Linked DNA regions of Sus scrofa: regions 2, 3 and 4 are each linked to region 1. A link is a contact called in public HiChIP or PLAC-seq data. All regions are on one chromosome and are shown on one strand. The core of a region is the stretch at or near the end of the contact, and the rest is flanking DNA. Distances in the headings are between cores, read along the strand shown.

Evidence for each region. HiChIP or PLAC-seq counts read pairs in DNA pulled down with a chosen protein or histone mark.
Region 2: a contact with region 1 is called in an H3K27ac HiChIP or PLAC-seq map of alveolar macrophages. The contact joins two enhancer-like sites. A contact is called at or near these places in 2 of 2 datasets of contacts at active chromatin or transcription factors (alveolar macrophages and skeletal muscle).
Region 3: an H3K27ac HiChIP or PLAC-seq map of alveolar macrophages shows a contact between it and region 1. The contact joins two enhancer-like sites. A contact is called at or near these places in 1 of 47 Hi-C or Micro-C datasets (embryonic fibroblasts) and 2 of 2 datasets of contacts at active chromatin or transcription factors (alveolar macrophages and skeletal muscle).
Region 4: an H3K27ac HiChIP or PLAC-seq map of alveolar macrophages shows a contact between it and region 1. The contact joins two enhancer-like sites. A contact is called at or near these places in 2 of 2 datasets of contacts at active chromatin or transcription factors (alveolar macrophages and skeletal muscle).

What each region holds. Positions count from the first base shown.
Region 1 is chr14:28,481,435-28,486,781 of Sscrofa11.1, forward strand. No RefSeq gene overlaps it. Among named protein-coding and RNA genes, the nearest start is that of NCOR2, 160 kb to the right of the region's middle. Within about 2 kb of position 1,332, at least 22 of the 83 cell types and tissues checked have an H3K27ac peak or open chromatin away from gene starts, as enhancers often do. A contact at or near this core is called in alveolar macrophages and embryonic fibroblasts, where this site is marked.
Region 2 is chr14:28,711,599-28,717,465 of Sscrofa11.1, forward strand. NCOR2 (nuclear receptor corepressor 2) reads left to right here. Exons shown (of 49, transcript NM_001044576.1): 10 at 464-530. Among named protein-coding and RNA genes, the nearest start is that of NCOR2, 72 kb to the left of the region's middle. Within about 2 kb of position 3,208, at least 2 of the 83 cell types and tissues checked have an H3K27ac peak or open chromatin away from gene starts, as enhancers often do. A contact at or near this core is called in alveolar macrophages, where this site is marked.
Region 3 is chr14:28,649,703-28,655,617 of Sscrofa11.1, forward strand. The region is part of intron 2 of NCOR2 (nuclear receptor corepressor 2); the gene reads left to right. Among named protein-coding and RNA genes, the nearest start is that of NCOR2, 9.9 kb to the left of the region's middle. Within about 2 kb of position 2,624, at least 27 of the 83 cell types and tissues checked have an H3K27ac peak or open chromatin away from gene starts, as enhancers often do. A contact at or near this core is called in alveolar macrophages and embryonic fibroblasts, where this site is marked.
Region 4 is chr14:28,734,906-28,740,720 of Sscrofa11.1, forward strand. All of the region lies in intron 15 of NCOR2 (nuclear receptor corepressor 2), which reads left to right. Among named protein-coding and RNA genes, the nearest start is that of NCOR2, 95 kb to the left of the region's middle. Within about 2 kb of position 2,081, at least 11 of the 83 cell types and tissues checked have an H3K27ac peak or open chromatin away from gene starts, as enhancers often do. A contact at or near this core is called in alveolar macrophages, where this site is marked.

The DNA.
Region 1 (5,347 bases), core at 82-2,581:
GGGTCTCCTGGGTTCAAATCCCAGCTTGGCCATTTTAGCTGTGTGACCTTAAGCAAGTTACTTAAACTCTCTGAACCTCATATTTCTTATCTGTAAAAGGGTGATCATATTAGTACCTCCCTTGCTGGGCCATTATATGAGTTAAATGTTAATTTGTGTGAAGTCCTTGGACAGTGCCCAGCCCATTCAAAGCTCTTTATTTGTGTTAGCTCTTATCGCCACTGTCTCTGGTCCCAGTCCCTGCCAAAGCTGAAAACTGACATAGGTCACATTGTCCTGGTTTTTATATGACTCATTATGGATTAACATATGTACCAAAAATATACTCAGTAGGACGATGGAGATCAAGCCAACCCCACAAGGCAAACTGTAGTATTGTGAGATTGTCTTGCGAATTCCCTCAAAGAAATAAAACCAGGAGAAATGGGTCGGACTTTTCCCCATCTACAAATCAGTCAATTTCCTCCTCCTCTATGGAGGGCACAGGGCTGCAGAGAAGGTTACTTAAAAGAACAGAAAAGGCATTCCAGGGAGTTCCAGTCGTGGCTCAGCAGGTTATGAACTCGACTAGTATCCGTGAGGAAGCGGGTATAATTCCTGGCCTCACTCAGTGCGTTAAGGATCCAGCGTTGCCGTGAGCTGTGGCGTAGGTCGCAGATGCAGTTCAGATCTCATTTTGCAGGGGCTGTGGTGTAGGCTGGCAGCTGCAACTCCAATTTGACCCCTAGCCTGGAAACTTCCATATGCCACAGGTGCAGCCCTAAAAAGCATACACACACACACACACACACACACACACACACACACACACACACACACACAGGGCATTTTAGAATCCAGTGCTAATAAAATTACTCTGAAAGCATTTCTCCCCTGTTCAAAGGTAACTTGCTCCTAATGATGATAAACTCCTGCCACTGCCTAGCCCTAGCAGTGCTGAGGAGGCCAGCTGATCCTCCAAAAGAGTACGTTTCAGTCTCCAGCCAGGGTCTGGCTTTGTCTGTGCCCTGGGGCAGCCCTGGTGCCAACAGTACCAGTTTGGTCACTGGCAGGAGGCAGGTGCTGGGAGGCATATAGAAGCTGTCTGAATGTGGTCCAGGGAAGGAAATGGGCACCCTGCTGTCTCCTGACCTCCTGGGATCCTCTTTACGGGGCTTTCAAAAACAAAAGCGACAGAGAGAAGACAATGCACCATTCACAGGTACCTGGGGAAGATGCTGGAATATTTGGCTCATTTAAGCTGGAAAAGACCCAAATCCTGGAGGCAGTTCTGCAGATTTTGACACTTGGAACAATATTCTGGTTTTCACCTGGTGAGTCACTCTTGGGAGACAGAGAACTGTGTTGTTGGCAGTTTCGTTTTGACTTTATGACAGCTCATGCCCTTCCCTCCTCAATCCCTTTATGCCACCCCCAAAAAGGCATCCAATGCCTGAAATGGAGAGAGGACTGGTTTCTCTTGATCTGCTTGGAGGAGACTCTGAGTAGGATTTTCTTTGGGGACATGGACAAACTTTGGGGTCCCTGGAATTGCTTTGTGAATTACCAGGCATTGTTGTTCTGGGAATGAGTCACATTTCAAAGTCTGACATTCAGGAGTCTTGAGTCATGTAACTAATCAGCAAAAGGGATGTTTTATCCTCATGGCCTCTTTGGAGCTGGGAACATTCTGGATCATAGTGTTAGGGCCTGCCTCTACTCTTTCTACCGTCATCATTTCAGACTTAGTCTAGAGTCTGTGGGTGACAGGGAAACTCAGACTCAGACCCCCTGCCCAATAAGCCCAGAGCTTACCAGTTTTCCACCCAAAGAACTCACTGTATCACATATTTATCATAATGTACATTCAAATGAATTATGTCCTGAGAATTTAAGATGATCATAAATGGACCCTTAGAGCCCAAAAAATCATAGTAATCCTGTGCTGTGCTTCAGGGTCTGTGGAATACAACACAGATATTAAAAATAATCAGAAGGAGTTCTCTGGAGGCCTAGTGGTTAAGGATCCGGAGTTGTCACTGCTGGGGTGCAGGTTTGATCCCTGGCCCTGGAACTTCTACATGCCATGTCTCACAGTTGGCTAGCTCTGTCCCTCTCTGAGCCTCACTTTCTCCATCTGTAAAATAGGGGTAAGGCTATAATCGCCTTAGAGGGTTTGCTTGGAACTCTCTACAAGAATTTATTTGTTTGGGGTTTTTTTTTTGTTTGTTTTGTCTTTTCTTCTTTTTAGGGCTGCACCTGGGCATATGGAAGTTCCCAGACTAGGGGTCAAATCGGAGCTGCGGCTGCCTATGCCACAGCCACAGGAACACAGGATCCAAGCTGCGTCTGTGACCTACACTGCAGTTCACTGCAACACTGGATCCTTCACCCACTGAGTGAGGCCAGGGATCGAACCCAAATTCCCCACAGACACCATGTCAGGTTCTTAACCCACTGAGCAACAGCAGGGACTCCAAGAATTTGTTAAATAAAGGAGTCCGGTCCTTCCCAAGGGTTCCCACCACCTTTGAATATGGTTTTCATCTCTGAGCTGAGGGTTGGCTTCCAGAGGGTAAGGAACTGGTTCCCACTGTGTTCTAGAAACTTTGGCATTTTTTCACTGTCAGCACATGTGGGTTACATGTGTAAATTTTTAACAAGGGGAAAAAAAAAAAAGAAAAATGAATGATGCTATTTTTAAAGGGTTATTATGCAGGAAGTTTTATAGGCCTCCTGACCCGATGGACTGCCGTCCTGCAATGTGGGGGGTACAGGCCTTGCCTGGGGCTCCGGGTGGAGGCAGCCTGCCTGGAGAAGGTGAGAGAGGCTGATGGACAATTCTCGGGGTGCGGTGGGGAGCTGTGCTTTCTTCTTGAGAGGCCCCTCTCATGTTACCTGGCGGCTTTAGGACAGAAGTCCTTTAGCAAAGCAAGTTCCTTCCTGCCCAGGCGATGAGCTGAGATTAAACGCCCTGGTGACGCACAAAAGCAACAGCTTCATCTGGAAAATTCCATGGCAGGGTGAGGCTTGCCAGGCCTTGAGTGCAGGGGCTCGGGGGATGCCAGAGTATTCCCTGAGAGGTCAGCTGGGTCCAGAGGTGGGGGGAAGGGGTTCATTCAGTCAAGAAGCAAATTTGTCCTGAGTACCTACTGTGTGCTGGCCACTGTTTGAGGGCCTCAGGAATGGCAGTGCAGAAATAAATGCCCATGAGAATTCCACACTCTGGTTGTGAGTTCTAGAAAGACAGTAATAGAATGTGACAGAATAGAATGTGACTTGGTGTTGGGGGTGGGGGATGGGGGGAGGGCGTGTCTACTTTTGATGGAGTGGCGGGGTCTCTGAGGAGGTGGCACTTGCACAGAAATTTGAATGAAATAAGAGGGTCAGGCATGGGCGTCTGGGGAAAAGCATTCCAGCCAAGGGCACAGCGAGTGCAAAGGCCCTGAGGCTGGAACGGGTTTGGCATGTTTTGGAAAGAGCTTAGAGGTCAGTGTGGTTGGAACCCAGTGGTTTGTGGGGAAAATGGCGGAAATGAGGTCAGTAAGGTGCCAGATCACGCTGGGCCTGGGATATGAGAATTTACTTCCTTGTTCCCTCAATATATGGTTTTTTTCCAACACAAATTAGGTGCTCAGGATAGACTTTCAGATGTTTGCAGTTTACCACAGTAGCTAAATGGACTTTATCAGAGTTCCCGTCATAGTGCTGCGGAAACGAATCTGGAGAGGAACCATGAGGTTGCGGGTTCGATCCCTGGCCTTGCTCAGTGGGTTAAGGATCCAGTATTGCTGTGAGCTGTGGTGTAGGTTGCAGATGCCATTGGGATCCTGCATTACTGTGGCTGTGGTGTAGGCTGGCAGCTGTAGCTCCGATTTGACCCCTAGCCAGCGAACCTCCATATTCCACAGGTGCAGCCCTAAAAAGCAAAAAAATAAATATATAAATAAAAATAATAATTAAAAAAAAAAACATGGACTTCATCCATCAAAAAAAAAAAAAAAAAAAAAAAAAACCAAAAAAGCAAAAAACTGAGGACCAGTGCTGGATGAGCAGGAGATAAGGGCACCCGTGCCACAGCAGCGACCTGGGCCATAGCAGTGACAAGGCCAGATCCTTAACCTACTGTGCCACCAGGGAGCTCCTGAAAGTGCCTCCTTAAAACTTGCACCTGGATGTCTTGCCTGCTTCCCCTCATCTGGGAACTGCTGAGGATTTGGGGGTCTGGTCTCCACAGACCCAGCACCCCCTGAAGCAGCACGAGCAGTAGTTGAGACGATAGGGATGGTTTCCTTGAAGCCACCTGGGACCAGGTGTCTTCAGGAAGCTTCTAAAAAGCTGTCAACCCTGTCAACCCTCTGTCAACCCTGCCCACCCCCCAAACACAAGCTGAGTCCCATTTCACCTTTGTGTCATGTGTGGGTGGTGTCACCCACACGATGTGGGTCGAATTGTGTCCCATCCTCCCTTGCCCCCCCACCAAAGATGTATTTGAAATCCTAATCCCAGAATCTGTGCGTGTGATCTGACTTGGAAATAAGGTTTTTTGCAAATGTGATCAAGTTAAGATGGGATTATGAGGGGCCCTAATCCAACAGGGCTACTGTCCTTAGAAGAGGAGAGATGCAGAGGGAGAAAGTGAGGATGAAAGTGGAGATGGGAGGGTCGTAGTCACAGCCAAGGGCCACCTGGGGCCACAGAAGCTACAAGGGGCCAGGCAGAATCCTCCCCAAGAACCTTGGAGAGAGTGAGGCCCTGCACACCTTGAGGTCGGGCTTCTGACCTCAAGAACTATTGTTCTAAGCCAAGAGTTTGTTCAAAGCCATGCTCTAAGCCATAACTTTGTTATGACCCTCAAGGGCACTGCAGTGTTTAGCAGATGAGGGTGCTAAGACCCTGAGGGGCAGCCAGGCAGTTGGTCAAGGTCACAGTCAGGACTTGAACTTGGGCCACTTCAATGTCAATCGCTGCCTGTTTGTCCCCACCTGTGCCTTTCACCCCTCTGCAGGGCCAGGGCTTTTCACCGTACACAGACCGCCCCGGAGATCCTGATAGAGTGTAGGTCCTGGTTCAGCGGGTCTCAGGGGGCGGCCCAGCCTCTGCTCCCATGGGAGGCTGTTGCAGCTGGTCTGTAAACAAACGCTTCGAGCAGCCAAGACGTGGAGGATGACTTAGCTGCCAGCCCAGACACTGTCCTACCTCGCTCACAGACCATTATTTTGTTCCTTATTCATTCCTCAGGGACAATGACTCAGTTCAGCGTGGGGTGAATCCCAATTACTTTAACCAGGGGTCAGCCAATTGGTTTTCTGTAGAGTCAGATAATAATTCTTTTAGGCTTTTGGGTTGGACTGTCTCTTGCTACTAT
Region 2 (5,867 bases), core at 1,958-4,457, 230 kb after region 1:
GCGGGGGCTTAATTAGAGCTGACCTGGGGGACACCACGGCCAGACCCCGAGATCCCACCTCTGTGTGGCTTCAGGCCACAGGGGGCTGGGTCTCTCTGGCTTGTGTTCCTGGTCTAAGGCTTTGTCTGTTTCTCTGAGGCCAGTTTCCTGTGGCAGAGGTGGCTGACTGGAGAGGGACTCTGGGTGCCTGTAGGGGTAGTGGCAGTTTCTGGGCCAGGCAGGAGGCCGCAAGACTTCGCCGCCACTTTGGAACCCTCTTTTCTGCAGCCCACACTCAATCTAAGTGTGGTTGGGGCACCTGGTGTGGGACAGAGGATGGATGCCCATTGGCAGTTCGTGGCTCGCTCTGGGGGCTACAGGTATCGCTTAGTTCACCAGGAACCAGTAAGGGGGCTAACTTGAGCGAGGGCTGAAATACCTGGAACCCTGCATTTCTGACCTGTCTCATCTCCTTCCTGCTTAGAAACCAGGCGATGCGGAAAAAGTTAATCTTATACTTCAAGAGGAGGAATCACGCCCGGAAACAATGGGTAAGTCATCACAGCGGCCCCCAACCCCGGAATCTCTTCTGCTGCCCCCACTCCTCCAGGGACCAGGCTTCCTTGAGAGCAGAGACAGGCCAGGCCGCTCAGGCCACACCCACCCCACCAGACCCTTTGGTTCTGCAGCTGTCTCATTACTGAGTGTCCAGAGTATGAAGAAAAGCCAAGGGCAGTGGGAGAAACGGGAAAAGATAGCAGCTGCAGTGATGCTGGGGGCTTGGGGCTGAGGCTGGGTGTGGGCCAGGGGCTCGGAATTCTGCCCCTCCTTTTCCAGCCTGAAAGGGGAGGAAACAAAATCCTGGCTGGGAAAACTGGTTCCTCATCAGAGGACCTGTTGTGGACATTGTAGGCGGAAAGAAAGAGGTTTGCTGGAGGAGGTGGAGGATTGGGGTGGGCGGAGCGCCTCATGGCAGTGATTGCAGGAAGCTCCCTTAGAAATGAGCTTTTCCCAGCCCACTGTGCCCATTCCAGGCTCAGGAAAAGCTGGACCCCCTTGCTTAGAAATGGTATGGACTCCTGTATCCTGCTATACACTCTAGTGTCTCAGCTGAGAAGCTGGCCCAAGGCAGAGAGGGTGCAAACGAAGGAACACCTTTAGTTGTGGTTTAGGGTGGCTGTTTGCATCACTGACTCTCTGGGGGAGGTTAGGGCCCATTGGTAGAAGGGGAAATACTCATTAGTATTCTTTCAGCTGGGAGAGGAAGAAGAGCTGGCTCAGATGGGCTTAAGCAGTAAAGGAATTTATATAACTGATAGAGTCCGAGTGGAGTTCAGGAGTGGTTTGATCAGGTTGTACTCTCAATTCTATGCATTTTTTTTTTCAGTTCTGCATATTAGTACATTCAAAAACTGGTTTCTTTTTGGAAACCAGTTTGACCCAGATGCTGGGCAAATGGGAAGCTAGGTGGGTGGCACTCTGGACCCCAGGGCCCCATGGGGTGAAAAGTGGTGGGCTTCCCAACCTTGTCTTTCTCAACTTCCTCAGACTCCCAGATTGACTGGATGGTGCTCAGAGGCATCTGGCTGGGTAGACAGGGTTCCTGAAACGGGACATCCCATCTTATTCATCGAATTAAGAAATATTTACTGAGCCCCTGCTGTGGGCCTGGTGCAGTGCTGAGCTGTGTTCAGCTGTGATAAGTGCTGTGCAGAGGGTTGGGGTTGGGGTCGGAACAGCTGGATGGGAGTGACCAGAAAGGACCATCTGGAGGTCTGAATATCAAGGAGAGGGCAGTGCATGTGCAAAGGCCCTGAGGCAGGAACCAGCCTGGAGTAACACGGGACAGAATATGGCAGGCACATCTGAAGTCAGGGCAGGAGTGAAGGGATTGTGCTTGAAAATCCTGGGAGCCAGGTCACTTAGAAACGTTTGCTCTCAGCTAGGATGGAACTCCTAGATTTTATTCTAAATACAATGGGACACTTAATTTATTCTTATAAATGTATTCTCAATGAGGAATACAAAGTCTTTAATAGAAGAATTCTTAGTTATCCAGAAAATTTGACAGTCAGTCAGGAAATTGGACAGCAGAATACAATGAATGTGTATATGTGCCATGATCTAGAATCCATCATGGTTGACATTTCTTTATATTAGCTCTGTGTGTGTGTGTGTACGCATGGGTGTGTGAATGTTTTTGTGTTGAACCGTTAGAAAGGAGGTGCAGACACCCAGACCTTCACCCCACTGCTTCCCTGTCTCTCCTGGAGCAAGGAACTTCTCTCATTATCACACCCCAAATTCCAGTCTTTCCACAGAGGTTCTGCCTGGGCCTGGGGCTCCTCTGGGGTGGGAGGAAGGCCATGCAATTTACATTTTACAAGGGATTTACATTTTACAAGGGTCCTGGCAGCTGGTGGGCTGGTGGAGTTGGGTAGGCGAGTTCTTAAGAAGTCTCCCACTGCCCCTTGGGGGTCCCTCGAGGGGGTGGAGGGGGAATGGGCTTACGTAAAGATAGAGGAACTGGAGTCTTCTAAGAAATTCTGGGTGGCTTTGTGGCCAACTTGAGCCTACCTTAAGAGAGGCCCTTGTGAAAATGAGTTTGGAAACCGCAGAAGCTGAGACAGGAGGTATCTGGAATGATGTTGTCCTTGTTCTTATATAATAAGCCTGAAGCCCCATGCATCGTGTCAGCCAGGACCGGGTGGGGGCTTGATCAAGACGGCCCCCTTAGCTCAGCATGCCCCCTGCCCCCACCGTGAGTCTGCTTGGCTCACTCCTTCGAGGTTCCTAGGACCTTGAGTAAGCTGCCCACGCTCTCCCCGCACGCCTGCTCTGCCCACAGAGCTGAGGCTCTTCCCCCAGAGGGGTGCTCAACCTCTGCCAGTGCTGCCTGTCTTTCCCTGAGAAACTGAGCTCACTCCCTGCCCCCTACTCCTGGAAGCCAGATTGTGTGTGTGTGTGTGTTGGTGGGGGTGGGGGTACTAGGCTGAGTCACAGATGAACAAGTTCAAACCCCACCCATCATACCCGCTGTGTGTCATCTTGGGAGAGCTGTCTTACCCCAAGCCTCGATTATCCTCATCTGTGAAATGGGGTCATGGCGAGGCTGCAGGAAGGGTGAGTGCAGTGCCTGGCACAGGGAGCCTGTGTGATTGATGGTGGCCTTGCAGGATGGATCAGTCAGGGGCTGAGCTCAGCGTGGACGGTGGATGTATTCATTTCCTGAAACTGCTGCAACAAATGACCACAAACTCGGTGCCTTCAAACATCAGAAACTCATCCTCTCTCACTATTCTGGAGGCCAGAAGTTCATGATCAAGATGTGGGCGGGGCTGCGCTCTCTCCAGAGGCTTCCTGCCTCTCTCTTCGAGCTCCTGGCGGCTCCAGGCGGTTCTTAGCTAAGGCCTCATGACTCCCTTCTCTGCCTCCATCACCACCTGGCCTCTCCCCTCTCTTCCCTCACATGGACGTCTGTCATTGGATCTAGAGGTCACCCTAATCCAGGATGACCTCATCTCAAGACGCTTAACTTTATTGCACTGAAAACACCTTTTGTTCAAAAAAGGTCACATTTATAGATTCTTGGGGTTAGGATGTGGAGACATCTTTTGAGGGGAGGGTCACGATCGAACCCACTAGAGTGGATATTGGCGTGTTTTCAGCATAATCTGCTTTTTTTCTTTCTCCTGTCCCCTCTGTCCTTTTTATCAATTTCTTTTTTAGAGACAGCTAAGGGTTTGCTCACTCCTCTCATATCCCCCACACCTCTGAGCTTCTTATTTTTCGTCCTCACACACAGAGTAGAGTTGTACCCCAGCTTCCAGAATTAGAACAAATAATAACTCAAAATAAATCAAAGGCCCCAAAGCAAGAGCTAAAGCCATACAGTTCCTAGAAAAAAAACCCATACAGGTGAATCTTTAGGACCTTGGATTTGGCAGTGGATCTTGGGTGTGACACCAAAAGCATGAGCAGCAGGAGAAAAAGTAGACACCCTAGACTTTATGAGAATAACCATCAGGATCTTGACCTCCTTGTCGCTGACTGCATGACCTCAGGCGACAGGCTGTTGGCCCTAAGCTCTGAGCTCCCGCCTGTACAAAGGGGATGGTAGTCATAGCTTTTTGGGGTTTGGGACAGTGAGTCCGCTGGAAGGAATCGGTTTTCTGCCAGGCATGTGACGTGGTCGTGCTTAGCCAGCGTCAGCCGTGGTATGATGGTGGTGATGGTGAAGAAGAACGGGACGATGCTTTGATGATGGTGGTGATGACAGCGATGATGAAGAAGAAGATGAGGAGAGTGATGATGGTGGGGATGGTGAGGAATTCCCACCGAGGAGTTCCTGGCATGGCGCAGCGGAAACGAATCCAACTAGGAACCATGAGGTTGCGGGTTCGATCCCTGGCCTCGCTCAGTGGGTTAAGGATCTGGCGTTGCTATGGCTGTGGTGTAGGCCAGCAGCGGTAGCTCCCATTTGACCCCTGGCCTGGGAGCTTCCATATGCTGCGAGTGCAGCCCTAAAAAGCAAAAAAAAAAAACTCACTGAGAGTGAGCAAGAGGCTGAGGGTGACTTGTCGTCACAACACACACAGACTGTGGTCTTAGGGGCCCATGCTCCTTTTCCTCTCAGGTTCTTGCTCCCAGCATCCCACAGACTTGCTTGGTGGTATTTCAGCCTCTGAAGTGTGAGTGTGAGAATGTACGTGTGTGAGTTTATGAGTGTGTATTGTGAATCTGAGAATATTAGTGTGTGTATTTGGCATGTGAGTGCATGTGTGTGTAAGGGAGTATGTGTGAACGTGTACACATGTTTATGTGTGTATGTGTATAAGTGCATGCGTGTATGTGAGTGTGTGATCTGCTTCCTCCCCTGGCCAGTGGGGCCACCCATGCGCCTGTGTGTTTGTGTGTCAGTGTGAGTGTGTATGCGTAAGGGGGTACGTGTGTATGTGCACATGTGTATGTGTGAGGATGTGTCTGTATGTATGTGTGTATGTGTAAGTGCACGTGCGTGTGTCTGATTGTGCAGTCTGCTTTCTCTCCTGTCCAGCGGGGCTGCCCGTGTGGAACCCCCCTGATCAGGGTCAGTGCTGCCCCAGGAAGGGCCAAAGCCACTGCTGTGCACTGTCCCGAGGAGCCCAGTACCCTCCGCCTTCAGTGGACAGAGAGCACATCAGCACACAGGCCACAGCAGGTGGCACTGTGGTTAGACATGGAGGGGGACTTCCTCATCCTGAGAGGTCCTCCGGAGCTGCTCTCATCCTTACAGGTGGTGCTTGGGGCTGGGCAGTGTGACTGGATGTCATCCCCTCATGGCCGTTCCTGCTGTGTCCCTTTGCTCCATGAGGGCCCAGGCAGGGCTGGATCGTCTTGTCGGCCACCTTACCTGCCCTCCACTGGTGGAGCTGCTTAGTGGCCCTGGGGGTTTCTTACTCGTCTTCACCAGGAACTGCATTGTTTTCTCTGGCCCATTTTGGTGGACATCTTCTCACCTTTTCCTCGTCTGACGTATTGCTCTCTGCTCTCAGACCGGGGCCTCTCTGGCCAGGCTGAGAGAGTGGAGAGGGTCCCCTGCTCTGGTGGTGGGCTGGACTGTGTGTCTTTCATGCTGATTCCCACCCCGGGGGTGCTGGCCTCAGCACACGGCCACGAACCCGTGTGGCTGTTGTCTGCTACTTGAACTTGATCTCCCAAGTGCGGTTTTTGGAGCAGCACACATCCGTGTGGGGCCCCCAGGAGCTGGGGGTCAAGTTCTGCTCCTCCTCAATGTGGGCCTGACAGCCCTTTGGGGTCATCACGCTGCTGGGTTTGTTGAGGACCAAAGTCACAGGTGGCCTTGGTCAGAAGCTGAAAAACGGGGTGGGGTAGGGGGTGTTGGGCAT
Region 3 (5,915 bases), core at 1,374-3,873, 170 kb after region 1:
ACTTGCCGTCCGCCCCCACCTCCTTCAAGCTCCCCAAGGCTTTTCTGGGCTCTCTCTTGCGGCTTCCTGGTGACCACATGTCAGAAGCCACAGGTCACATCCTGGCAGCCCCTGGGCTGTCTTTGGATGTCAGACTGATTTATTGTGTTGGGTTTATAGTCAGTGTTTTTAAAACGAAAATTGCAAATTGAGGGATGTCTTAAAATCAGACTTTCTTCTCCTGAAGGGATTGGAAGCTGTGATTCCCTGGGCCACCTTCCTGGGCCCTTTGACACACACACAGCATCACCTGCCCCTCCTCCTCCCAGTTCCAGTCTGGCCTGAAGGTGCCCACCACAAGCCCTCTTTTCTCTTCCCCTCCCTACGTCTGGGCTGGGATCCTCTCCTGGAGCCCCTGTGGATCCTCCCCCTCCAGGAACTGATAATCAAATCCCATAATCAGATTCCCTGGGCCCTCTTGCAGCCCCTGGGCAATGAAGCAGCTTGTGGCCTGGAACTCCTGGCTGCAGGGCTGGAGGAGCTTTTGGATTCCTGGTCACCTTTCCATCATCAGACACTCAGCGGACGCCCTCAGGCAAAATCAGTGGCCTGTCTGTGTCCCCTTTTGAGAGTTGGACAGAGCTGATCAGAGTGCATTCTTCCCCCTCTGCCTGGGCGTCTGGGTGGCAGTGGGGGTCTCCCAGCCAGGCCTATGGGAGGTGGGCCCGCCGGGTCCAGGCTGGTGGTTTGCTGGGGGTCGGAGAGGAGGGGGGCCGCATGGGAGGGCGGTTGCTGAGTGGGTGGGCTACTGGCCCCGAGGAGCTATTCTTAGCAGCAGAAACATTTGTCCTTGTTCACATGTGGCAGAGGCCGTTCCCCAGAGAGCTGCCCTGAAATATGAGGGATGACCCCATAAATTCCTCTGAAAGCCTTCCTCGAGGGCCTGTGTGCGCGGAGGAGGCCGGGGGTGGGGGAGGCGTTTCCGGCAGCTGCACAGCTGGGGACATATTTGCCAGATGTTGGTGCAGGGAAGTCGGTGGGAATCCAGGGGCCGCCCCTTCACTCTTGGGGTCTCTGCAGTGGCCATGGGCCATGGGGTAGAGACTGCGGAGAGAACAGCTTTGGGCCTGGCCTCAGGTTTCAGGGTCCGGGGACCTAATCGAAGGGTCGGAGAGTTGCTAGTCAGCCCCTCCTGCACCCAGGCTATCTGATTGGAGGCGCTTGGTCAGTGGGGAGATCATGAGGCACTTCTGAGGGAGCAGAGCTATGAGGCGCTGGTCTGCAGGTCCATGCATGCCCCAGGGCCATTGGGTCCTAAAGGGAGATAGGCCGAGACCAGCCCTTGATTGTGGTCCCACTCAGCCCTGGGCTGTGAGGGGCTACTGCATACTAGGACCCCTGGCAGCACCCTTGGCAACATTATCTCTTTTCATGGTGGGAGAGTGGGAACCACCATAGAGCAGCTGGGTGCTGTTATCTAGCAATCAGGGTGGTCTCCCTGGAGGAGGTGCGTGCACGTGCAGGTGTGTGTGTGTGTGTGTGTGTGTGTGTGTGTGTGTGTGTGTGTGTGTGTATGTGTATTAAAAAAAAAAAAGCTTTTGGAATTCCTGTTGTAGCTCAGTGGGTTACAAACCCAACTAGTATTCATGAGGATGCAGGTTTGATTCCTGGCCTTGATCAGCAACTTAAGGATCCAGCATTGCTGTGAGCTGCAGTGTACATCATAGACGCAGCTTGGATCCTGCATTGTTGTGACGTAGGCTGGCAGCTGCAGCTCTGATTCAACCCCTTAGTCTGGGAACTTCCATATGCTGCAGGTGCAGCCCTAAAACGCAGAAAAAAAAAAAAACTAAAAAAAATTTTTTTAAACTGTGCTACAGTACACATAACAAAAAGCTGACCATCTCACCCCATTTGAATTGTACAGCTCAGCAGTGTTTAGTGTATTCACATTGTCCTGCAAGCATCACCACCATCTCCAGAGCTTTTTCATCTTGAAAAACAAACTCTGTGCCCATTTAACACTAACTCTCCCTCCTCCAGCACCGGCCACCCCCCCTTCTATTCTCTGTGACTCTGATCGCTTGGGGCACCCCGTATGGATGGAATCGATGGTGTTTGTCCTGTTGTGTCTGGCTTGTTTCACTGAGCGGAATGTCAAGCTGCATCCTGTGGCCTGCTCTTTCTTCTGGGGTTGGTTCATTCCCACACAGGCAGCAAAGTGGACTCTGAGCCCCTCATCCTTTAGAATCCCAGCATTCCCTTGGGTTAGCAATCGGGTTACTGTGCCTTTTCCAAGGGGCAGGATGCTGAGCTCCTCACGCCCTGCACCTGGCCCCGCCTCTGTGTCTGTGTCCCTGTGGCCCACTGCATAGTGCCCGCCTATCCCAGCCCCAGGCAGGGGGTTAATCGGTTTGCCCAGGTCACACAGCTGGTGCTAGTGCCCCACCCCCTGCCTCCCAGCCACCAGCTTTTTCTCCAGGTCCCCCCCACCCCGCCTTCCCTCCGCAGAGAAAATTGCCGTTTGGAAGGCCAGATGGAGGAGCTGGGTCTAATGGAAACCACGTCCCTCCCGGGGCGCCCAGGACTTAATGAGGAAGAGCCAGGAAAAATCCGGCGTTGTGTTTGTGAAATACCCAAGAGGGAGGGCGCATTGCATGGCCAGGGTTCTCATGCGGAACCCTGTGACCTGGCGTACCAGGAGCGGTTGTCAGGACTGGTTTCTCTCTCTCTCTCTCTCTTCCCTTTAAAATTAAAAAGGGGAAAAAAAAAACAAAGAGTCGAGGAGGAAGTGATTTTGAGCAGATCTCGCCCTGGCAGGGGAGCAGGGTTGGGCGGCTGAGCTGGCCACAGCCCAGTGGACACACATGTACCAATTAAATTGGAAACAGAAACGGGCCTCCGTGGCGGCTCCGACCAACCAGTGCTGCATCCCTTCCGCTTGCTCTGGGAGGGGGCGCCTGTGCTGGCGGTTTCGGGGGGGGGGATCAGAATGAAGCCTGGCTGCTTTCTGGCTTTTTGACCTTGGGCAAGTCAGCCCACCTCTCTGAGCCTCAGTTTCCTGGTCTGTGGAGTGGGGACAAGCATGTCTGGGGAGGGAAATCGGACTCTTCCCTTGATAAATGTTGACTGGATGAAGTAGAACCTGCCAGCTAGTGAGGGAGTGGGTCTGGTGACCCTGGGGGTGGTTGGTGCTCTTGAAGCAGAATCAGTGGGGGGTAGGGGAGTGGTGGTCCTCTGGGAATCCTTTTAGGGAGGTTCATAGGTGGTGCAGGTGCAGCGAGCGTGTTTTTCTCTGGAGGGTTTGATGCAGGATGTGGTGTTTGGTGGTCTCTCATCCATGACCCCCCAGCCAGGCTGCAGAGGCATTTCTGTTCCGGGACCTGATCATTCTGGTGGAGCTGGAACCCTTCTCTGCATGGCCACTGTGCCCACCTCTCCAGACGCCGGGACCACATGGGCTGAGCGATCCAGCTGAAGAGGGCGGAGTTCGGGCACGCAGCACCAGCCTGCTGACCTTCTCTGTTTTTTGTTTTGTTTTGTTTTTTTGTCTTTTTAGGGCTGCACTCACGGCATATGGAAGTTCCCAGGCTGGGGGTCCAATTGGAGCGGCAGCTGCCAGCCGATGCCACAGCCAAAGCAGCGAGGGATAAGAGCCGCATCTGTGACCTACACCACAGCTTGTGGCAACACTAGATCCTTAACCGACTGAGTGAGGCCAGGGATGGAACCCACATCCTCATAGATACTAGTTGGGTTCTTACCTCACTGAGCCACGATGGGAACCCCTGCTGACCCTCTTTTGGCCTGTCTGTAATAAGAAGGTGTTGAGTGAGGGGTCCTGCAGCTGAGGTCTCAGGCCCAGGAAGGGCAGCCTTCTTCTCCTTTTCTCCAGACTGTGTGGGGGCCGGCTCATCCCTGGGGAGCACCCTCTGCTTTCTCTGCTCAGATGTGGGTCTCCCTGGGCCTGTCCAACTTCCTCGTTAGGGACTCACTCTGCCATCTGGTCAGCTTACTCACACAGCCTCAGTTTGTTGTCTGCAAGGTGGGGATGGTCCTGGTAACTACCTCGGCCAGAACTAGCATCACCATCCTTGCTGTTATTTCGCCCCTCTTCCTCCCCCAGTATTTGGAGCAGCACGGGGGAGGAAGAAACACAGCTTTCCTTTGGGGGGGCTCATCTCTGGGTGTTGAGCTTTTCGTAGCTTTTTTCCCAATGAATCATCTTTCCGGTGACCCTAAGAAGAGACTTTTACAGATGTAAAGCCCAGAGAGGTCAGTACGGTGTCCAAGGTCACACAGCTATGTAGTGATGGAGTTGGATTGGAACACGTGGCCCCTTTCCGCTCATGGGAGACTTTTGGGATGGCAGTGCATAGGCAGGAGATGGCCTGGTTGAGAGAGTGAGTCTCTAGGATCAGGGAGGCCTGCTGGAGAGAGCACCACCTTTCCTCAGGGACAGAGGCTGGGGTGGGAGGCTGTGACTCAGCCCACAGCCTCCAGGGCCCTGCTGTGCACATGATCGCAGATGAGGCTCAAACTGCCAGCCAGTCCGGAGGGGGAGACAGCAGGTAAACAGATGGTGGTGGTGCATGGGGCTGGGCCCGCGGGAGTGGCAGGAAGAGAGAGGATCTTGGCAAGCCAGGTTGGTGAGTTGGGGTAGGGGGAGGGTTCCGGGAAGTGATGGCAGAGGTGAGAGCCCTTCAATCCGGTCTGGCCCCTCAGAGAAGGGAACTGAGCCCTGGGCCATTGAGTCCCATTGGCCAGGCTGGGCTTGTAAATGAAGGTCGCTGCCTGGGAGGGGGTGTGTGGACAGGAGAGGGTGTGCACAACCCACATGGGCAGCCCCTGCCTGCATCCAGCCAGCCATGCCCCTTTGGAGTCATGGGGTTCTCCCCCCTCAATGATTTTGTTATGGTAAAATACACCTAAGATTTGCTATTGGAGCCATGTTACAGTGCACACTTAGTGGGCTTTAGTAGATTCAGTGTTGTACCATTATCACCACCATTTTGTCCTAAAACATTTTCATCACCCCCAAGGAAACCTAGTTCCCACTAATGTTGCTCTCCACTGCCCCCTCCCCAGTCCCTGGCAGCCAGCAGCCTGCATCTGACTGGATGGATTTGCCTTTTCTGGACATTTCACAGAAGTGGGATCATTCCATATGCGGCTTCATCTCACTGAAATAAAAACATTTCAGGAGTTCCTGTTTGTGGCGCAGCGGAAACGAATCTGCCTAGGAACCATGAGGTTGTGGGTGTGATCCCTGGCCTTGTTCAGTGGGTTAACGATCTGGTGTCGCCATGAGCTGTGGTGTGGGTCAAAGACACGGTTCAGATCTGACATGGCTGTGGAGGAGGCCAGTGGTGACAGCTTCGGTTCAACCCAGCCTGGGAACCTCCATATTGTTATGGTTTATACATCCCCCTCTCTTTTTAAATGGCTGCACCCAGGGCATACGGAAGTTTCCCAGCCGTGGATCAAACGTCTTCCTCCACAGTGACCCTAGCTGCTGCAATTGGCTTCTTAACCCACTGCGCCTCCACATTCCTTTTTATGGCTAAATAATATTCCAGTGAATGGACACATTGCATACTCCTTATCCACTCCTCAAGGATATGGATGGATATTTGGGTGGTTTCTCCTTTTTTGGCTGTTGTGAATAGTGCTGCTCTGAGCATTCATATTTGTTTCCTTTCATCACCTGTTTTCATTTCTTGGGCTATATGCCTAGGAATGGAATTGCCGGGTCATATGGTATCTCTGTGTTTAACTTAGTGAGTAGCTGCCAGATATTTTTCTGCAGAGGCTGTACCATTTTGCATCCCCACTGGCAATATGAGTGAGTTTCTACTTTTAAGAGAAGTCAGAAATTGGTGGGTTTTTTTTTTTTCCCCCCCTGGGAAATCCCTCTTTATAATGCCTTGTGCTGA
Region 4 (5,815 bases), core at 831-3,330, 250 kb after region 1:
CTGGGGAGAAGCGGAACCCACAGCACCGACAGTGGGAAATTATTTCCCCCAGATTGTTGGCCTCCTTCTTTCTCCTAACACCACCGTCCACCCAAGACTGGCCACAGCCAGTGTCCTCGGGCTGTGCCCTCACTGGGTCCAGGAAGGGATGTGTCCCAGGCTGAGTCACGGACCCTGAGATGGAGATGGCGTCCTGCTGAAATTCTTGAACTTTCACCGGGAGGGCTTGTGAAATCACAGATTGTTGGGGCCAGAGACTCTGCATTTCTAAGAAGTCCTCCAGCAATACTGATGCTGCTGTTCTGGGACCCTCTCAGGGCCTCGGTCTCAGGATGCTTACTGGCGAGCCCCTGCCTGCCAAGGGAGCAGGGTAGCAGAAGGGGAAATCAAGGCCAGGCACAGGCTCACTGGCCATCTTGACTGACCCTGGAATGCACTCTGGAGCTCAAATGGCCCTTCCCAGATGTCCCCAGGTGGAGAGAGAGAGGGCCAGTCTTTGCCCTGGGGCTAGGCTGCAGCTGGGACAGCAGGTCCCTTTCTAGAAGAGGACCTGGCCAGTCCATCCTGGGGATGAATTCCCATGTATTTGCATATTTGGAAATTACAATCCACAGTGGTCCTGACCTGCCCCAACACTTAACTACAGCGTGTGCAGCAAAATGTCACCATGTGTGTTCAGGTGACACCTGCTGTGTCATGCCCTTGCCACATCCTGTGCTGGCCAAGCCCCTTATTCATCACTGCGGTGGTTGCCTTTTGAAAGCATGGATGGTTATAAAAGGGAATATAAAATCTCCAGATGAAAAGCTGTTGCTGTTGGATGCCTCTGGGCTCAGACCCTCAATGACCAGCGCTGCCCCAAGAGGGCAGGGCTGCCCTGGCGTCCCCTGTGCTGTGGCCTGGGCCTATAGGGGCTGGAGCCATGGACACGTGCTGGCCCTTTGGAGTGTCGGGATGACCTTCTTATCGAAGAGAGGGTGCCGTCCACTTTCCAGAAGCTTCAGACTGAGGGAGACTCGGGAATTCCAACCCCTGCCAACCCCACACACCTGACTTTGAGCAGGAGAGGGCCAAGTCCCCAGCTCTGGGCCCCTCGCCCCCAGCTTCAGCCATGAATGGCCTGTGAACTTGTGGGCCACGCCCCCGTGTCCTCTCCTCGCTGTGAATCACCGGCTGAGGCTGGGGCCAGCTCAGAGCACTGGTGACGGTGCAGTGGTTTATAGTTCATGATTCGTGGATGGAGGAGCCACATTATCCTGGATAATTGCAGTGCTGGAGCCCAGGAATGCCGTGGCCAGAGGTTGGCTTAACTATGCAAACTGCCAGGGAGCCGAGGATGTGAGGCCAGCGTGAGCCAGGCGCCAGGGCCACATCGCTCTGCGGCAGTGACCAGAGGTGGCCACAGGGCCCTCCTGGCCATGGGGGGGCCGTGCTGCGGAGGGGGCCTGTCCCCAAGGGTGAGTGAGTACCCCTCTTCCATCCCCCAGGGTGATGTGGCCGCAGGGGGTGGGGAGCCGGGCTGGTCGGGGTCTCTACTCCTCCAGGCCACGTGGTCTATCTTCCCGCGGAGCTGGGCATGGGGACAGGGCGCCCAGCCTCCGGCACCTCGGGGGCCGGGGGAGGAAGTCCAGGGAGGTGGGGCCCGCTTCCTCCTTGCTCTTTCTGGCCTATGGGCCCACCCCCACCTCCGTCTCTCCTCCCTGTCTCTCTCCCCGTCATACCCACACCTTCTCCTCTGTCTCTCACTTTCCTTCATCTTCCCTCCCCTCCCCCCACCTCCTCTCCCAGCTTCCTGCCAAGGGACAGGTGACCTTGTTCCCAGTTGCTCTGCACTTCAGTGTCTCCCGCGCCTCGGGCAGCTTACACAGGGGACAGCCTGACTGGAAGGCATTCCAGGGCAAGGCCAGCCAAACACAGTCCCCGGGGAGGCAGTGGCCGTGGTGCAGTTGGTGCTGGTTCCCAGACCCTGACTGCCCCCCTGTGTGGACGACATCAGTGATGGCCTCAGCCTATGCAGTCTGCTGGGAACGAGTGGCAGGCCAGTCACGGCCACATTGCCTCCAGGTTGGGCTATGCTTCTCCCTGCCTGCATGAGCGCCTACATGCTTGTCCTAAAACAGCGTGACACCCCGGCCGGATGGGCCTCCAGCTTCAGGGTCTGTCTGACTCGCCTGGGCCGCCCCAGCCTGCGGGAGGCGGCTATTTCCGCTCTGCTGGGGGCGAGCCGGGCTGGGTGGGACTGCGTCCAGATTTAGGGCTCCAGCAAGCAGATGTCCCTGATTCTCTGCCCAGTTTTGTGCTAAGTGGGCTTGTCCAGGGAGTTCCCATTGTGGCTCAGCAGGTTAAGAACCCAACTTGTATCCATGAGGTTGCAGTTTCGATCCCTGGCTTCACTCAGTGGGTCACGGATCCAGCGTTGCCGTGAGCTGTGGTGTAGGTTGCAGATGCGGCTCAGATCTGGCATTGCCATGGCTGTGGTGTAGGCTGGCAGCTGCAGGTCTGATTCACCCCTTAGCCTGGGACTTCCATGCCGCAGTTATGGCTCTAAAAAGACAAAAAGAAAGTGGACTTGTCCAGGCCCAGCGTCTCTTGGACACTTCCTCGGGGACACTGTTCTCAAGAAGGCAGCAGGAGAGGCCATGCCTCAGGGATCTAGCAGGCTGGGCTGTCGCTTGGGGAGAAGATGAACGTGGCCTTCCCACGGGGGGCAACTGTGAGGTGGTAGGGGAGACCCAGCTCCCCGTCAGCACTGTCCCAGGCCAACCACACTAAAGGGCTAGAAGGACACGGAAAGTGTGAGCGTGGATCAATCGGACCCCAGGGGGTGAGAGGTGTGAGAGGCTGACAGACCTCACATCCGGGCATTTCTTGGGCTGCCAAGAGTACCAGAAGAGCCGTGCTTGTGTGGGCCTGTGGCAGGAGGGCCCCGATGGGGTGCAGACGGTAGCCAGGTTCCAGTCCACTTTGCCCTTCAGAATCTCACCACTCTAGGTGATGCCACACCAAACAGGACAAATGAGGTCCCCAGAGCTGTCACGCCCATGTAGGAGATGGACAGGGCACAGGTAAATTACCATGGCTATTTCAGGGGGTGGTTAGGGCCACGGAAGGTTGGCTGGTGTCAGGAGGCAGCTGACTTAAGAGAGGGCAGCTTTTAGGGAGGGAACATTTGCACTCAGACCTGAGTGATAAGGAGGAACCGGTCAGGCAGAGTTGGAGGGAGAGTCTCCCAGGCAGAGGGCACAGCAAGTGCAAAGGCCCCGAGGCAGGAACAAGTGTGGCATCTTCCAGGAGGTGGGGAGGAGGCCGCCCTGAGGGAGGTGGGTGAGGCGGACAGGAGCGAGGGGCAGATGCCTCATGGTGTGCACCACTGATGTTTTTCCAGATGGCTGGACAGGATTAACTGATGATTAAAACAGCCTTGGCTGCCTCAAGCACCCGTTTCCTTGCAAGCAGAACAGACGTGACGGGTGTGGGCGTTAGACGTTGCTCAGGTTCTGAGGACACATCCGTGCTGGCAAGGGTGTGCTTTGTAGCACGTGCCGACTGCCAGGGTGTAAATACTCCTGCCGTGCCAATTCCAAGCTACCTGCGTGAATGTGGAATTGGGAAGGGAGGTGACCATACCCTCCCCACCGAGTGGATTCGGTTGCATACAAGAGCACAGATAACAGGCGAATATAGCCAAGTTCTTGGGAAGGGATGCTTTTTGAGTACTTATTTGTTTTTATTATAATTTCTTTAATTGGAAGGTTATGCATTTCTATTTTTGATAATGACTGTTTTTAACTACCAACCTGCAAAATTTCTGGAAACTACAAGTCTCTACACTTGAGCTGGCACCAGCCAGCCCAGCATACCTCTATCTGTGTGTCTTATAAGGGATGCCCCTTGTGGGCCAAGTTAGCATTCCCCATGTGGGCTTTGTCCAGGTAGACAAATGGGTTGGATCAGAGGGGCAAGGGCCCAGTATTAGGGAGGGGGCTTCCAGCAACAGAAAACTGTTTCATCTTGGTCCTGACCCTTGATTTCTGACTCCACTTCTCCCACCAACCTTGGGCTCCCGGGGCCCCCTTTTCCCCACCTGCAAGAGATGGAGGGTGTCATGAGGGCAGACCCCTCTTGGGATTTGCTCGATGGAGGCACTTGGCACATAGCACATGCTCAGTAGAATGTTTGTTGAATGAATGAGTGAGATTGTGCAGAAGTGGGCATTGCTGGGTGTTGGGAAGGTCTCATCAGGACCTGTCATCCGAGAACTCAGTCTCACCAGCTCCTACTTGGTTGGTTGGTACCACTGGACTCTCCTCTCATTCCTGGAACTGATGGCCATCCCCCCTCAACCAGCTACCACGTGGCTCTGAATCGTGGGGTGGAACGTGGCATTCCCTGCCCATCCTCCACCTTCTGAAAAAGCCCCCAGTGGTGCTACCTGTATTTCTGAGCCTGGCCATTAAAGCTGGCCAAGCTCTCCAACCACATCCAGTATGTCATTCAGCAAGGACACAGGGTGATCTCGCATCGGCATGTTTTGCCCAAGCAGGTCCCCCCCTGAAACATCCCCTCTTACCCTTCTCTACCAGAAGCCTTTGGAGTCTCAGATCAGGCCTCCTCCCTTCTCCCACTGGTCAGGATAAATCACCGTCTCGTCTGCAGTGCGCGCTGCCTTTTTCGTTCTGGGGCTACACCTGCGGCACATGGAGGTTCCCAGGCAGGGGTCAAATCGGAGCTGCAGTTGCTGCCTAAGCTACAGCCACAGCAACGCTGGATCCTTAACCCACTAAGCAAGGCCAGGGATCAAACCTGCATCCTTATGGATACTATGTCAGGTTCTTAATCTGCTGAGCCACAATGGGAAGTCCTGCTCTCCCTTTTAAAGTTTTCTCATCACTGCAGCCTCCATCTGTCCTGTTGTAGTTCCTCATCTTCATCAACTGAAGAGCTATTTCTGTGATTTGGTGTCCCCCTTGGGGACTCAGTGTGTGCTCGTGGAGGGAATGCACAAGGGGTAGCACATTTCGGCTTAAAGGGAGGCGAGGAAGAGCCTATGACCCCCAGCCCCAAGTGAGAGACAGAGCATCTGCCTGTAGGATCTTGCTGGGAAATGCTGTGTGACCTTTGGTGAGTTACTTAACCTCTCTGTGTCTTTGTATGCTCTTTTCTAAAACAGAGATAATGCCAACATTCTTGAGAGGGTTTAATTAACTAATGGGGATGAAATGAGGAGGAGAAGGCCTTATCACGTGTTCGCTGTGCTCAGTCAGCTCAGTCATCAGTTTTTATTCCTGTTGTTTTGCAGCAACTCCCGGTCTGGGGCTTCAGCATAGCGCAGGCTCGGTGACAGGTTGCTTGTCCAGCACTCAGCGCTCCGGAAGCGGGGGTCCCTCAGGGATTTGAACTGATGGCTCTGGCTAACCAAAGATCCGGTCAGGTTTTCCGCTGAGCTGTGCTGTGGTTTGGGAGGGGCTTTCACAAGCAAGCACTGGGCATGAAGCCCATTGTCAGCCTGATGGATGGCCTGTCTGGAAAGCAAAGGTGGGACCCTATCGTGAACTCCAGGATCACTTGAGATGGTGGAGTCTGGCTCCTGGTTCTTCCCCTGGGTCCATGGGCATCACCTGCTGCCAGTGGTAAGGGTCCTGGGCAGGGTCCCTTTTCTGCAACAAAGATCTCCCGAAGGCCTTGCTCCTCAGTGTGGTCTGGGAACCACCAGCATCTGTCATCCCTGGGAGCTGCCTAGAAATGTAGAGTGTTAGGCCTGCCCCAGGCCCAATGAAATGGAGTCTGCATTTTCTCAACATCCCCCCTGTGGTTT